2 separate regions of the Macaca mulatta genome follow, and region 1 is linked to region 2. The links are chromatin contacts, called in public Hi-C maps. All regions are on one chromosome and are shown on one strand. The core of a region is the stretch at or near the end of the contact, and the rest is flanking DNA. Distances in the headings are between cores, read along the strand shown. Region 1 holds the start of METTL9 (methyltransferase 9, His-X-His N1(pi)-histidine). Region 2 holds the start of EEF2K (eukaryotic elongation factor 2 kinase).

What was found. Hi-C and Micro-C count contacts between places; a contact is called where the count stands out from the background.
Region 1: a Hi-C map of fetal cortical plate shows a contact between it and region 2, with 2.2 times the contacts expected there. The contact joins the promoter of METTL9 here to the promoter of EEF2K in region 2. A contact is called at or near these places in 2 of 14 Hi-C or Micro-C datasets (fetal cortex germinal zone and fetal cortical plate).

The regions. Positions count from the first base shown.
Region 1 is chr20:21,922,693-21,929,098 of T2T-MMU8v2.0, reverse strand. It overlaps METTL9 (methyltransferase 9, His-X-His N1(pi)-histidine), which reads right to left and starts at 5,016. Exons shown (of 5, transcript XM_077986521.1): 1 at 4,924-5,016. The coding sequence starts at 4,968. LOC144338113 (a long non-coding RNA gene) reads left to right here and starts at 3,010. Exons shown (of 3, transcript XR_013411941.1): 1 at 3,010-3,580; 2 at 4,463-4,589.
Region 2 is chr20:21,663,584-21,669,731 of T2T-MMU8v2.0, reverse strand. It overlaps EEF2K (eukaryotic elongation factor 2 kinase), which reads right to left and starts at 3,355. Exons shown (of 19, transcript XR_013411924.1): 1 at 2,952-3,355.

The DNA.
Region 1 (6,406 bases), core at 3,767-6,266, 260 kb before region 2:
CTTAATAAAATAACCAGAAGGAAAACTTGCACTAAGTATGGTTCAATCAAATCCACAACCCTGCTTTTATGCAACTCCAAAAGAACCAGATGTGGCTGGCTATGGAACTCACACACCCAACTGAACACTTAGAAGACCTTGTATAAAACTATTAATCTGAAGGAGGAAAAACAGTTACAGTTATTTCACAAGCAACGAAGTTATAAGGCAAACACAGGATCCCGGAATATTAAGTGGAAAACAAATTATCAACTCAGCCACAGTGCAGAAAGGACAGTTTCCTACTTTATCTCATGGTGGTTTCTACAGAGCTTTCTTCTGTTCATTTTAATCTTTATTCATGGACTGTTATCTTCATAATATGAATGTATTCATGTCAAAATAATGTCTGGATTCATTATTCTAAGGAAAAGAGTTGACCCCTCCCCCAAATATTCAGAAAATACCAGATTAAGTCTTCACCCTAAAGAAATTATCTGCCCAGTTGTTAGTGAAGGGGTATACACACGCACGCACACACACACAATATATAGTATCTGAAATAAATGTATCTGAAACCAGTATTAGTCTTCATTAGAACCTAACAGATTCAGCTTTAAAAAGGTACACAATTAGAAAAGTATCCTCTGCTGGGAGATATTCTGAGGCTATGTCTACAGCTGTAATTCTACCTCCATACAAATCAGTGTTGAAACAGTGTTTCAATTTTTAAGATAAGTGCAATTCTTTTATGAGCAATGAAAACATATCAAGTGGCTGCAGGAGGGGTAATCATGATAAGTGTTATCATAAATACCAATAGCTAAGAGACTCAATCATAATCCCACATCAATGGAGATAAACCGCTTTTTCTCCTATCCAGCACCTTATTTCTATCAACTGCTTAAAAATGTTAAAAATGACATTTCTAATTCATTGTCTACACCACTGTTCCATATGTGACATTCTGATAACCGTACAATTAACGGTACAGTACTTTGAGTTGTCTCTATATGAACTAAGTAAATAATCCATAGGAATAAATGTGGCTTTGTAATTTAAGTTCACGTACATTCCTAACCATATCATACAAGTGATCAATGATACTGATATTGCATCTAACAAACTGCAGTGGCTGAAGGCTTTCAAAAAAATTTACAGAAATTTAGCATTCCTTTACAAATAGAAAAAAGTCCAATATAAATATTACTAAAAACGAAATGCTACTTTTCTAAATTGCTCTATCTCCTTCTTAGACAATTCTCTACCCTCATTAAAACACATGAAATCAACCTGGGTGTAAATTCTCTGAACACCTGGCATAATAAAAAAGTAACGTAGGAAAATGAGAAATATATGAAAATGATGAGACACAAGATGATATAGGGAATAATTAGTGATCCATGGAAAAGCAAAATGTACTATAAATGCTAGCTATGACAAGACAACACTCTGGCAGAGTTCAAAAGCCTCTTTTCAATGAATTTAACATTAACTGCAAACTGTGTTACGGTCAAATACGAAACATCTCACCTAATTCTACAGTTAACCTGTACACGTTTAAGTTGCACAAGACCGAGCTAATGAAAAGCCTACCTACCAGGTCACAGCGCAACGCTCACGATGCATAACTACAACTCCCTCCCGTCCCGTTCGGTTTTAAAAATGCTTCCTGTAAAACTTGCATAATCTTCCTCCTCATCACACACAATCTTTCCAGCAGGCTGACTAAATCCAAGTTTAAAGGAGATCTCTGCTAGGTAGGAGGGGAAGGTTCCGTAGGATGGGAGCGACAACCTGTCAAACCCATTTTTTAAGCGCTTAGGGGGAAATGTCACCCGAATCAGCCCGGAGAGTTCAATGGCTTGCGATGTACAGTTACATTTCTTTTACGACCCTTTGTACGTTCTGCGATTCAACGAGACAAAAAGAGGTGCTGGCTTTTCGTTTTGTTTCTCGGGGGTAATGGATCTGGCCGGGTCTCTTCAGTCTCAGGCCTCGGTGCCAAGCGGGCGCCCCCGGTCACGCTCTGGCCCCAAAGTTCCCCAGTCCCGCCGCCGGGTGTCCGCAGTCACCGCCCGGGACCCAGGAACAATGCGGGGCTCCGGGGCGCTCGCGATCGGGCCCGGGAGGGGGAAGGGGAGGCCATGCCCCGCCTGCGCCGCGGAACAAAAGGCGCTCGCGGGGCCGGGCCCGGGTCCCCGGGGCTCGCGAAGCCGACGCCCGGCGGGGAAGGCGCGGGGAAAACTTTCCGAGAGGCCGAGGCGGAGGGGCAAGGGCCGGGCCGCCCCCTCGCGGAACCGCCCCGCACAATAGCCGGGCCCAGCGCGGGAAGGCCGGGCCGCCACGCCCCCGCCCCGGCCCCAGCCCCGACCCGTACCTGGTCGTTCTCCTTCCTGCCGCCCGCGGCCGTCGCCGGCCCGCCCGGGCCGCTTGTCATGTTCACGTACAGGGAGCGGGTGAGCGGGCTCCGCAGCGTCCACATCCTCTGCGCCAGCCACACGGACGCCAGGCTCAGGCACAGCCAGCCCACCAGCAGTCTCATCGGGGGCCGCGGCAGCTCGCTCCGATCACCGCCGGCGCCGGGGCGAGGAGGAGGAGGCACCGCCGCCTCCGGCCACAGCCGCCACCGCCCGAGCTCGAGCCATCGCGTCCGACTTGCCCATCCAGCCCCCTTCAGGGCAGAGGCTGGGGGTGGGGAGGAGCAGCCGGCGCGCAGCCTCGGCTCCTCCCCCATCCCTTCCGACCGCGGAACGCCACTGCCCCCTGCACCAGTTTCTACCCGGAGCACTTACGAGCGGCCGCGGCGTTTTCTCTCCCGGCGTCCTCCCTCGGTCCAGTGAGCGGGCCGCTGGGAGGCGGGACAAAGGGAGCGCGCATCCGCCCGGAGCGCGTTCTCGTGTCCCGGCCCTGCCTCGGCCTCTGGTAATGGCGGAGGTGCTTTTAATTTTTTTGAGGGGTGAGGCGACCACTTCCGAAGGCGGTAACTGCAGCCCTCCTGCCCCTCTAAGGTGGTGCCGGAAGGACCTCTAGGCTTTCCTGGCCTTAGTCGTTACCTCTGGACCGTCATCCCACTCCACGGCGGGACTTTGACCGGGTCGTGCAGTTAACTCCGGGGGCGCAAAGAGGGGAGTCATTCCTTTTGTGCATCCTGACACACACACAGGTTCTTCCCGGAGACGAATGCTGCCAGTACTGGTTACCCGCTCCGATGCGTAGTTTCCAGTTTGCATTTAGAACCGACCTGCTAGACTCCCGGCCTCTCCTCTCCCCTTCCCACCACCACTACCCGCCTGCCCCGTTCCCCAAGCCTGAGAAGTTGCTGGCTACGTGTTTCTATAAGGAATGAGTGAAAATTCTGCCTTTTAGGGAAGCTACCGCAGCTTGGGTACCCACAAGTAATGTTTTAGATGTATTGATGGCCCTGCCCAAGAATGAAGACCTCAAGTTAGACTCCTTGGCTGACTTGTTTCCTTGAATTAACAAGGAAAGGTGGACCCAACACTCAGAGCGAACTCAGCTCTGGGAGCAGTGTTTAACCCGGATATTTATTTGATCAGTTATAGCACGAGAAGACCTAGCAACATTTCAGAACTGAAGGGTTAAGTACACTGTGTTCCTGTGACTGCAGTTCTTCCTGCTGATAGCCACGCCACAATTAAGGAGTAACATATTTCGTGGGGGTCCCTAACTTTAATACTTTACTAGGTTTGTTTGGAAAGTGCTTTTAACTGCACCAGAAATAATGTAAATGTGTCTAAGTTCAAAACAAAAGAAGTAAACCTTTTGGTTAATTCGATGTTGCGCATCAGAGATTTTCATTTATGAAACAGTGGGGTGGTGAGCCACAGATGTGGAACAAAATCATTCTTTACCCAACAGCTTTTTTTTTTTTTTTTCCTTGACACTGAGTCTCGCTCTGTCTCCAGGCTGGAGTGCAGTGTGGGACGATGCCGGCTCACTGCAACCTCCGCCTACCGGGTTCAAGCAATTCTTCTGCCTTAGCCTCCAAAGTAGCTGGGACTACAGGTGCGCACCACCATGCCCAGCTAATTGTTGTGTTTTTAGTAGAGACGGGATTTCACCATGTTGGCCAGGATGGTCTCCTCTTGACTTCGTGAGCCGCCTGCCTCAGCCTCCCAAAGTGCTGGGATTACAGGCGTGAGCCACCGTACCCAGCCCAACAGCTCTTTTTATTAGCTTCTAAGAATCTCAGCTGGCCACCTTTGGCTAACAAAGATATCTTGTTGCCTAATGTAACAGGCTGTAACAACAAACAAAAAGGCAGAGGGTGGGTGGGAGGCGGTATTTTGTGTTCTCTCCAATATACTTCCTGACTGCTTCCTGCCAAAACCCCAAAGAGCCCAAGCCTTACTAAATCTAGTTCAAACCTCTAGTGGTCCTGGCCCAAATCATCAAAAAGGAACTACGGTAGCAAGTCCACTGTTTATTTACCATGTCACCTCTCCTTCCTGTCTCTTAGGATCAGTGTTAACAGACAAAGCAACTCTGTCACAAAAGGAAGCCTTCATCTTTTTAAAGTGGGGGTGAAAGCAGCAGGAGTGCATAAAATGGCATATTTCCTTTCTGAAGACAAAGGAGACAAAAAGGTATGCCCCAGCTATAGAGTCAGACCACATAGCTGTAGCTCAGAGACTGCAAAATGTTTTCAGATGAACAAGCAAGTAGATGGCTGCTGTAGTCAGAAGGATTTTGGGGTCAGTTGACTGCCACGAAGCCTAACAGCTCAAAGGAGCAGATTTTGTTTTATATCTGAGCAGCTGGCCTGGAAAAAATAAATCACTCATACATTTAAAATACTCTATAATAACCACAAAACACTCAAACCCATGCTCTTTACATTTAGCAGGCACAGGAAGAAACCAGAGCATCCGATGATCAAATGATTTGCCTGAAGGTAGCAGAGCAAATTCAATAGCTGACCTTTCCGTAGAACTTGGTATCCCAGCTCGTGGTCTTTCGATCCATCTAAGAAGCTTTGCTGTCTCTTCTCAGAGAGCCTCTTGAATTACAAATGAGGAGGAAGGAAAACAGCAAGAGTAAATATACGAAGCAGAAGTTCAGACTGCCCATTGGGGACTGCCCCCTTCCTTCATCTGCTAGAATGTCACTACCATATATTAAAACCTCAATTATCCATAATGGAGACGGGAAGAGGCAAGATAACACAAAAAACCAAATAGGAGCCAATACTTGTTCTAACATGATCTTGAGATGCAGTCAGTGATACTCAAAAGACACACAAATGACCCTCTGCACCAAACTCTGCTGATTGACCCTAGGTGTCTAGCTTGGGTCACAGCCCTGCACACAGGCCCAAAATTTTGGCGGGATCACTTTCCTATCTAGATCTCTAGGCAAAGGCTTTATGTTATTGTTGTTCTTTGAAGCTACAAAGTTTGGCATTTTCATATTCTCTTTTCAATTACGAAGTATCATGTTAAGAGAATCCATAAGCAGAGGGTTTGGATCTATACAAAACCTATTGGTGATTGTTATCTCCTTGAAGAGATAATGATTTAAAAAGAAATCATATAGACCAAGCGGGGTGGCTCATGCCTATAATCCCAGCACTTTGGGAAGCCAAGGCAGGTGGATGGCTTGAGCCCAGGAGTTCAAGGCCAACCTGGGCAACATAGAGAAACCCCATGTCTACAAAAAATACAAAAATTAGACAGGCATGGGGACATGCACCTATAGACCCATCTACTCAGGAGGCTGAGGTGGGAGGATCACCTGAGCCTGGGAGGCTGAGGTTGCAGTGAACTGAGATTGTGCCACTGCATGCCAGCTTGGGTGACCCTGTATAAAAATAAAAATAAAAATAACTCATATAATCACTCTTTTTTTTCCCGGAGATGAGTCTTGCTGTGTTGCCCAGGCTGGAGTGCAGTGCCATGATCTCGGCTCACTACAACCTCTGCCTCCCAGGTTAAAGCAATTCTCATGCCTCAGCCTCCCGAGTAGCTGGAATTACAGGTGCCTGCCACCATGCTCGGCTATTTTTTGTATTTTTAGTAGAGACAGGGTTTCACCATGTTGGCCAGGCTGGTCTCGAACTCCTGACCTCGTGATCCGCCTGCTGTGGCCTCCCAAAATGCTAGGATTACATGCGTGAGCCACTGCACCTGGCCATAATCATGTTTTTATGGACAGATATTTTTTATGCTTCTTAATATTCTTTTGTATATCTTCAGAGAAAGATACAAGTTTTTCCCAGTATATTCAATAGAATGTGCCCTGTAGTTATTAAGCAATGAGCACCTCTAACAAAATTAGCAAATGTACTCAACAATTTGTTTAATTAATTAATGTAGGAGATTTTTATCTGAATTTAGTTGATATAACTTCAGTCCTATGCAATGATATCACTGTGGGCCCCAGCTGATGAATTCTAAGTCAAGGC
Region 2 (6,148 bases), core at 2,106-4,605:
AACAACCCTAAAGACACCCTTCCCGGGCTTCCCGGGTGGGCGCGGTGGCTCACGCCTGTAATCCCAGCACTGGAAAGAGGCGGGTGGATCACGGGAGGTCAGGAGTTTGAGACCAGCCTGGCCAACACAGTGAAATCCCGTCTCTACTAAAAATACAAAAATCAGCTGGGCATGGTGGCATGCACCTGTAGTCCCAGCTCAGACTCAGGAGGCTGAGGCAGGAGAATCACCTGAACCTGGGAGGCAGAGGTTGTAGTGAGCTGAGATCGCACTACTGCACTCCAGCCTGGGTGACAAAGCAAGATTCCATCTCAGAAACAAAAAACAAAAAATGCTCCCTCTGGCTTGAGGCTCTGCCCTCCTCTAGGCCTTCAAAGTCCCCTTGACTTGTCCAACAAATGAGGAAAGAGTGAGAGGTTTTTAGGGTCGAGGCTTGAACCGGACACACGTTTCATCAGCGAAAACTCAGCCTTGTGGCCCTACTGAATGGTAAGGGAGCCTGGGAAAATTCATCCAGGGAGCGCCCCAGGAGGATGAGAACATGGATACTGGTGACCCATAGCTCTCTCTGCCACATAATACAGTAAAATGTTTTAAAAGCAAATCAGCGATTTTTTTTTAAATTTTAAATAGAGACCGGGTTTCACCCTGTCAGCCAGGCTGGTCTTGAACTTCTGGGCTCAAGCAATCCTCTGGCCTCGGCCTCCCAGAGTGGCTGGGATTACAGGCAGGAGCCACCGCACCCAGCCAGTGATATATCCTTAATCAGCCAAAAAGTACTGTACAGTTACAAAAAGCACAAGGAAAAAAAATGGTGATTTTTTTTTTTTTTTTTTTTTTTGAGACGGAGTCTCGCTCTGTCGCCCAGGCTGGAGTGCAGTGGCCAGATCTCAGCTCACTGCAAGCTCCGCCTCCCGGGTTTATGCCATTCTCCTGCCTCAGCCTCCCGAGTAGCTGGGACTACAGGCGCCCGCCACCTCGCCCGGCTAGTTTTTTGTATTTTTTAGTAGAGACGGGGTTTCACCGGGTTAGCCAGGATGGTCTCGATCTCCTGACCTCGTGATCCGCCCGTCTCGGCCTCCCAAAGTGCTGGGATTACAGGCTTGAGCCACTGCGCCCAGCCGGATCTTATTTTTTGAGACAGAGTCTCGCTTTGCTGCCCAGGCTGGAGTACAGTGGTGCCATCTCAGCTCACTGCAACCTATGCCTCCTGGGTTCAAAGGATTCTCGATTCTCCTGCCTCAGCCTCCCAAGTAGCTGGGATTACAGGCTCATGCCTACATGCCCAGCTAATTTTTGTATTTTTAATAGAAATGGTGGCTCCCTATGTTGGCCAGGCTGGTCTCAAACTCCTGACCTCAAGTGATCCACCCGCCTCAGTCTCCCAAAGTACTGAGATTACAGGCCTGAGCCACCACGCCCCTCGCCCAAAAAACCGGTAGCTCTTAAAATGTACACCAATATGTGTAAACTGTGATCATCTCAGTTCTGACTTCTGGCCTCCCCATTCCCTGCAGAGGGTAAGAACTTCGGACCGCACCCACTTCTTTGAGAAACGGGGCTCAGAGGAGGGCGGACGCCAATCCCAGCCATGTTACACTGAAATTCATGTCGTTGAGAGGTTTTACTGTATTTGTTGAATTAATAGCTGAACAAAGGAATGAACATCGGGTGCTGTGGAGGCCACAGAGAAGGAAGACACCTGCATACGCCATCTCTGAACTCTACCTTCCTTCCAACCTGCCTCTTCCCAGCTCAGCTTAAACATCACCCTCTCCCCTTTACACACACAGTGGGCATTCTCAGCTCCCACCTGTTTGCTATGTATTCCCATTTACTCCATCTCGCTTTTTAGAATCTGTTTATGTGACTGGTTTCCTCTGAGGGAGCTTCTGTGGGCCTGGGGATCACTCTGACCCTCGGTTTCCTCCTCGGTAAAAACATTAGGATAGACTAGGTGACTCAATTCCCTGCGACTTCACAGCCTGTCCAGGGCCCTCGACCACAGGGCCCTCGGCCATCAGATGTCTCCCGGGGCCACAGACTATCACACTGTGTGCCAGGCACTGTTTCAAGCACCTGACATATACATACTCATTTACTTTTATCCAAGGACACCAAGTGGTAGATACTAATACTGTACCCATTTTACCGATGAGAAAACCGAGGGCCAGAGAGCAGAAATGAGCTAGAATTCCAACCCAGGACTCCAGCCCTAGTGTTTCCTGCTTTCCTGGCTGAAGAAGCGCCCACCACCGAGGTCCCAGAGGTCGGGCTCCCTAGGACCGTCCCTCTGGGCAGATCTCACTTCCCCATGCGGCCCATCTGTCACACTCAGGGAGCAGCTGGGCTGTTTCCCCGAAATCCCCCAGGCCGGGGGATCTAGGATCTAGGCCGGGGCTTACCCAGGAGGCCCCCACCCCTGCGCGGCCACCGGCTTATTAATGCTCAGCCCCTTGGCGCACAAGTCATAGGCGCCTGCCAACAAGCGAACTCTCGCAGCCAACAATGCTGCAAGGGCGCGTCTACACAGTCCTGGAGGTTCCGGGAATTCGGGCTGACGCAGGCCTCTAGGTCAGGGGAAAGGGTGGGGGATGCGGCTCTGAGCCCTGCAGGGGACAGGAAGGCAGCGATACGCCCACCCTCCTAGGGGCCCCGAGGGCGTCTCGGGCAGAGGCCCCCAAACTATCTGTCACTTGCAGCCACATCACCGCCCATTGCTTGCCAATTGCTTTCCATATCCACATCGCCGTTAATCCGCACAACTTCCCCATTTCACCAAAGCAAGCACTGAGCCCCAGAGAGTTTAACAACCAGAGGAGAAGTGCCCCCACACTCTCCTTCCATGCCTTCTCCGGCCCCATTCCCAAGCCCAGACCCAGCACGCTCCAGACGCCTGTAGCGCCGGCTCCCAGCCCCCCACAGCCTTGGCGGCCGCCGTCCACACCTACCTCCCTCCGGCAGACAGGCGCGGCAGCCGCTGCTCACGGCCGCAAGGATCCAGAGGAGTTGGCAGAGGCTCGCGGCCCGGAGCTCCAGGGTGCAGGGCGGGCGGGCCCCCCGAGAGTGCCGGGGAGCGGAGAGCGGGGCGCGCTGGCTGGCGCTCCGGGCACGCAGCTGGGGCCACGCGGGGCAGATGGACCGATCCCGGGGCTCGGGGCCGCCGGAGTGATCCCAGGAAGGGCGCGGGGGCCGCTAGGACGATCCCGGGATGCGAGAGGCGCGTGCCAGGGACTCGCGTGCAGGCTACAGCGAGCGGGACTCGGGTGGCTGCAGGGCCGGGAGTGCGGTCGCTCGATCCGGGCAGGAGGGGAGCTGGGGCTGGAGCTAGGGCTGGGCTAGGTTGAGCAGAAGCAGGCGGGCAGGGGCGGGGCTGGCCTGGCGGGCGCACGGCGTGGCGCTCACGTGGCCGCCCCCAGGTGGCCGTCACAGCGTCTGCAGCCGCCGAGCGGGCCTCCTGGCTCCGGCGCTGGCTCCTAGCCCCAGGTGCAATGGTTAGCGCTAAGTCCTGACTCCCCCTGCTGAGTACACAGTGTCTGGTTCTCCTGCTCAAGGCTGGCCTAGCATCCGGCAGCGAGGGAGCAATTCAAGGGAGTGCCCAACTTCCGTCCTCTCCCGCCTATCTCGCCAGCTCCTCGCTTAGTTCCTGTATTCCTGTCCTTTCCAAAATCACTAGTGATCCAAGCCCATCGCTTGTTTGTATACATCTCTGTACATAACCTTAAAATATGTTTTATCGGAAATACTTTATTTTTCCTGATTCTGCTTTGTAAAAACAGGCATGTATGACGATTGCAATTATTTGTGTAGTTTTAAAATTAGTATCTCCTCTAGTTATTCCTAACTCTTGACACAGGGCCTGGGTGGCACACAGATGCTTAATACCTGTGGCATGAGTGGTAGAGTGGATACGGTATAAAGAAGAAAACGAATTAAAACTAATAACTGCTGTGAACACTTTGATATTAGGTCCTTCTAGATACTTCGTTAGTGAAATTTTAGAAATTCCACACATTCTAGATATAAAAGTAGTAACAGTGAGTGACATTTATTGAGGGATTTTTCCTAATTCCATCTTCCCAGCACTTTGGGAGGCCGGGGCCGACAGATCTCTTGAGGTCAGGAGTTCGAGACCAGCTTGGCCAACGTGGTGAAACCCCGTCTTTACTAAAAATACAAAAAAAGTAGCCGGGCGCGCCTGTAGTCCCAGCTACTCTGGAGGCTGAGGCACGAGAATCGCTTGAACCCTGGAGGCAGAAGTTGCAGTGAGCCGAGATCGTGCCGTTGTACTCCAGCCTGGGTGAAAGAGTGAGACTCCGTCGCAAAACAAACACACAAACAAACAAACAAAAAAAGAACAAAACTGAGACTTAAAGAGATAATAACATGCGCCAGGTGAGGCAGTTAGAAAAGGCAGAGCCAGCACTAAAATCCAGACTTCTCTGATTTCAAAGTTCAGGCTCTTCAAAGAACTTTTTTTTTTTTTTCCTTATTTATAAACCCCCAAGAGAGTAAACTACAGCTTTTGGCAAAAGACAAAATTGCACCTAGAATTCTGATCCTGGGGCGGTCAGGCAGGAAGGGAAGATCAAAGATGCTGAACTAGTCTGTCCAAGCCCAAAGCAAGATTGAAAAAAAAAAAAAAGACGCTACTGCTTAAAGCTCTATGGCCCTTGGGCAAGTTATTTTACTTCTCTGAGCCTCTGTCATTTTTGCCTGACCAGCAGGAGTGTCCTGCTTTGCATTAGCGTCTTGGTTAGTCTTCAGGGAACCAGTTCACCCTATTCTCAATTCAGGAAAATAGCCCTCCCCACTCCCCTGGCTCCAAAAATGGACACGTGGCCAGAGCTGGCCAATTAGCATATTTCATCCCTTCTGCCCCATTTATTGGTTCAGGGATGAGCACGTGATCCAAGTTAGGCCAATGAAATACTAATCTGGGCCTTTTTTAGTAACCATAAAAAAAAAACCTCTCTTTTCCAGGGAGTCGTTGAGCAGATAGGATGTAATAGTGGAGTTTCTGAGCATTCATTCTTATGGCAAATATTTATTAAGCTCCTATTGTGTGCCAAATACGGTGCTAAGAATTGGGGGAAACGCTTGCCTTCAAGGAGATGTCTACTGTGGTAAAATAAAATTACTCAAAGCCGGGCAAGGTGGCTCACACAGGTAATGTCAGAGCTTTGGGAGGCCAAGGCAGGAGGATCAATGGGGTCAGGAGTTCAAAACCAGCCTCAGCAACATAGCGAGACCCCTGTCTTTAAAATAAAACACTAAAAAAAAAAAAAAACAAAAAAAAACCCAGGTGTGGCGGTGGATGCCTGTAGTCCCAGATACTCAGGAGGCTGAGGCAGGAGGATCCCTTGGGCCCAATAGTTTGAAACTGCAGTGAGCTATGATCATGCCACTGTACTTCAGTCTGGGCAACAGAGTGAGACCCTGTCTCTAAAAATTAAATAAATAAATGAAAAAGGCCAGGCGCAGTGGCTCATGCCAGTAATCACAGTACTTTGGGAGGCTGAGGCGGGCGGATTGCTGGAGCTCAGGAATTCAAGACCAGCCTGGGCAGAATAGTGAAGAATCATCTTTATAAAAAATACAAAAATGAGTCGGATGTGGTGGCTTGCCTCTATGGTCCCAGCTACTCAGGAGGCTGAGGTGGGAAGAACACTTGGACCTGGGAGGCAGAGGTTGCAGTGAGCCAAGATCCCGCCTCTACACTCTAGCCTGAGGGACAAAGTAAGACCTTGTCTCAAAAAACAAAAACCAACCACAAACAAAAAAGAAAGTGAAAAGACAACTAGAGAATGGGGAAAAAAAAATGCAAATCATATCTGATAAGGGATTTGCAGCTAGAATATATAAAGAACTGTTACAACTCAATAATAAAAAGATAAATACCCCAATTTAAAAATGGGCCAAAGATTGGAATAGATATTTCTCCAAAGATATACAAATGACCAATAAGGACATGAAAAGGTGCTCAACGTCATTAGCCACTAAGAAAATGCAAGGCCAGGCACTGTGGCTCATGCCCGTGATCCTAGCACTTTGGGAGGCCGAGGTGGGATGATTGTTTGAGCCCAAGCGCTCCAGATCAGCAAAAGCAACATAACAAGACCCTTATCTCAAAAAAAAAAATAGAAAA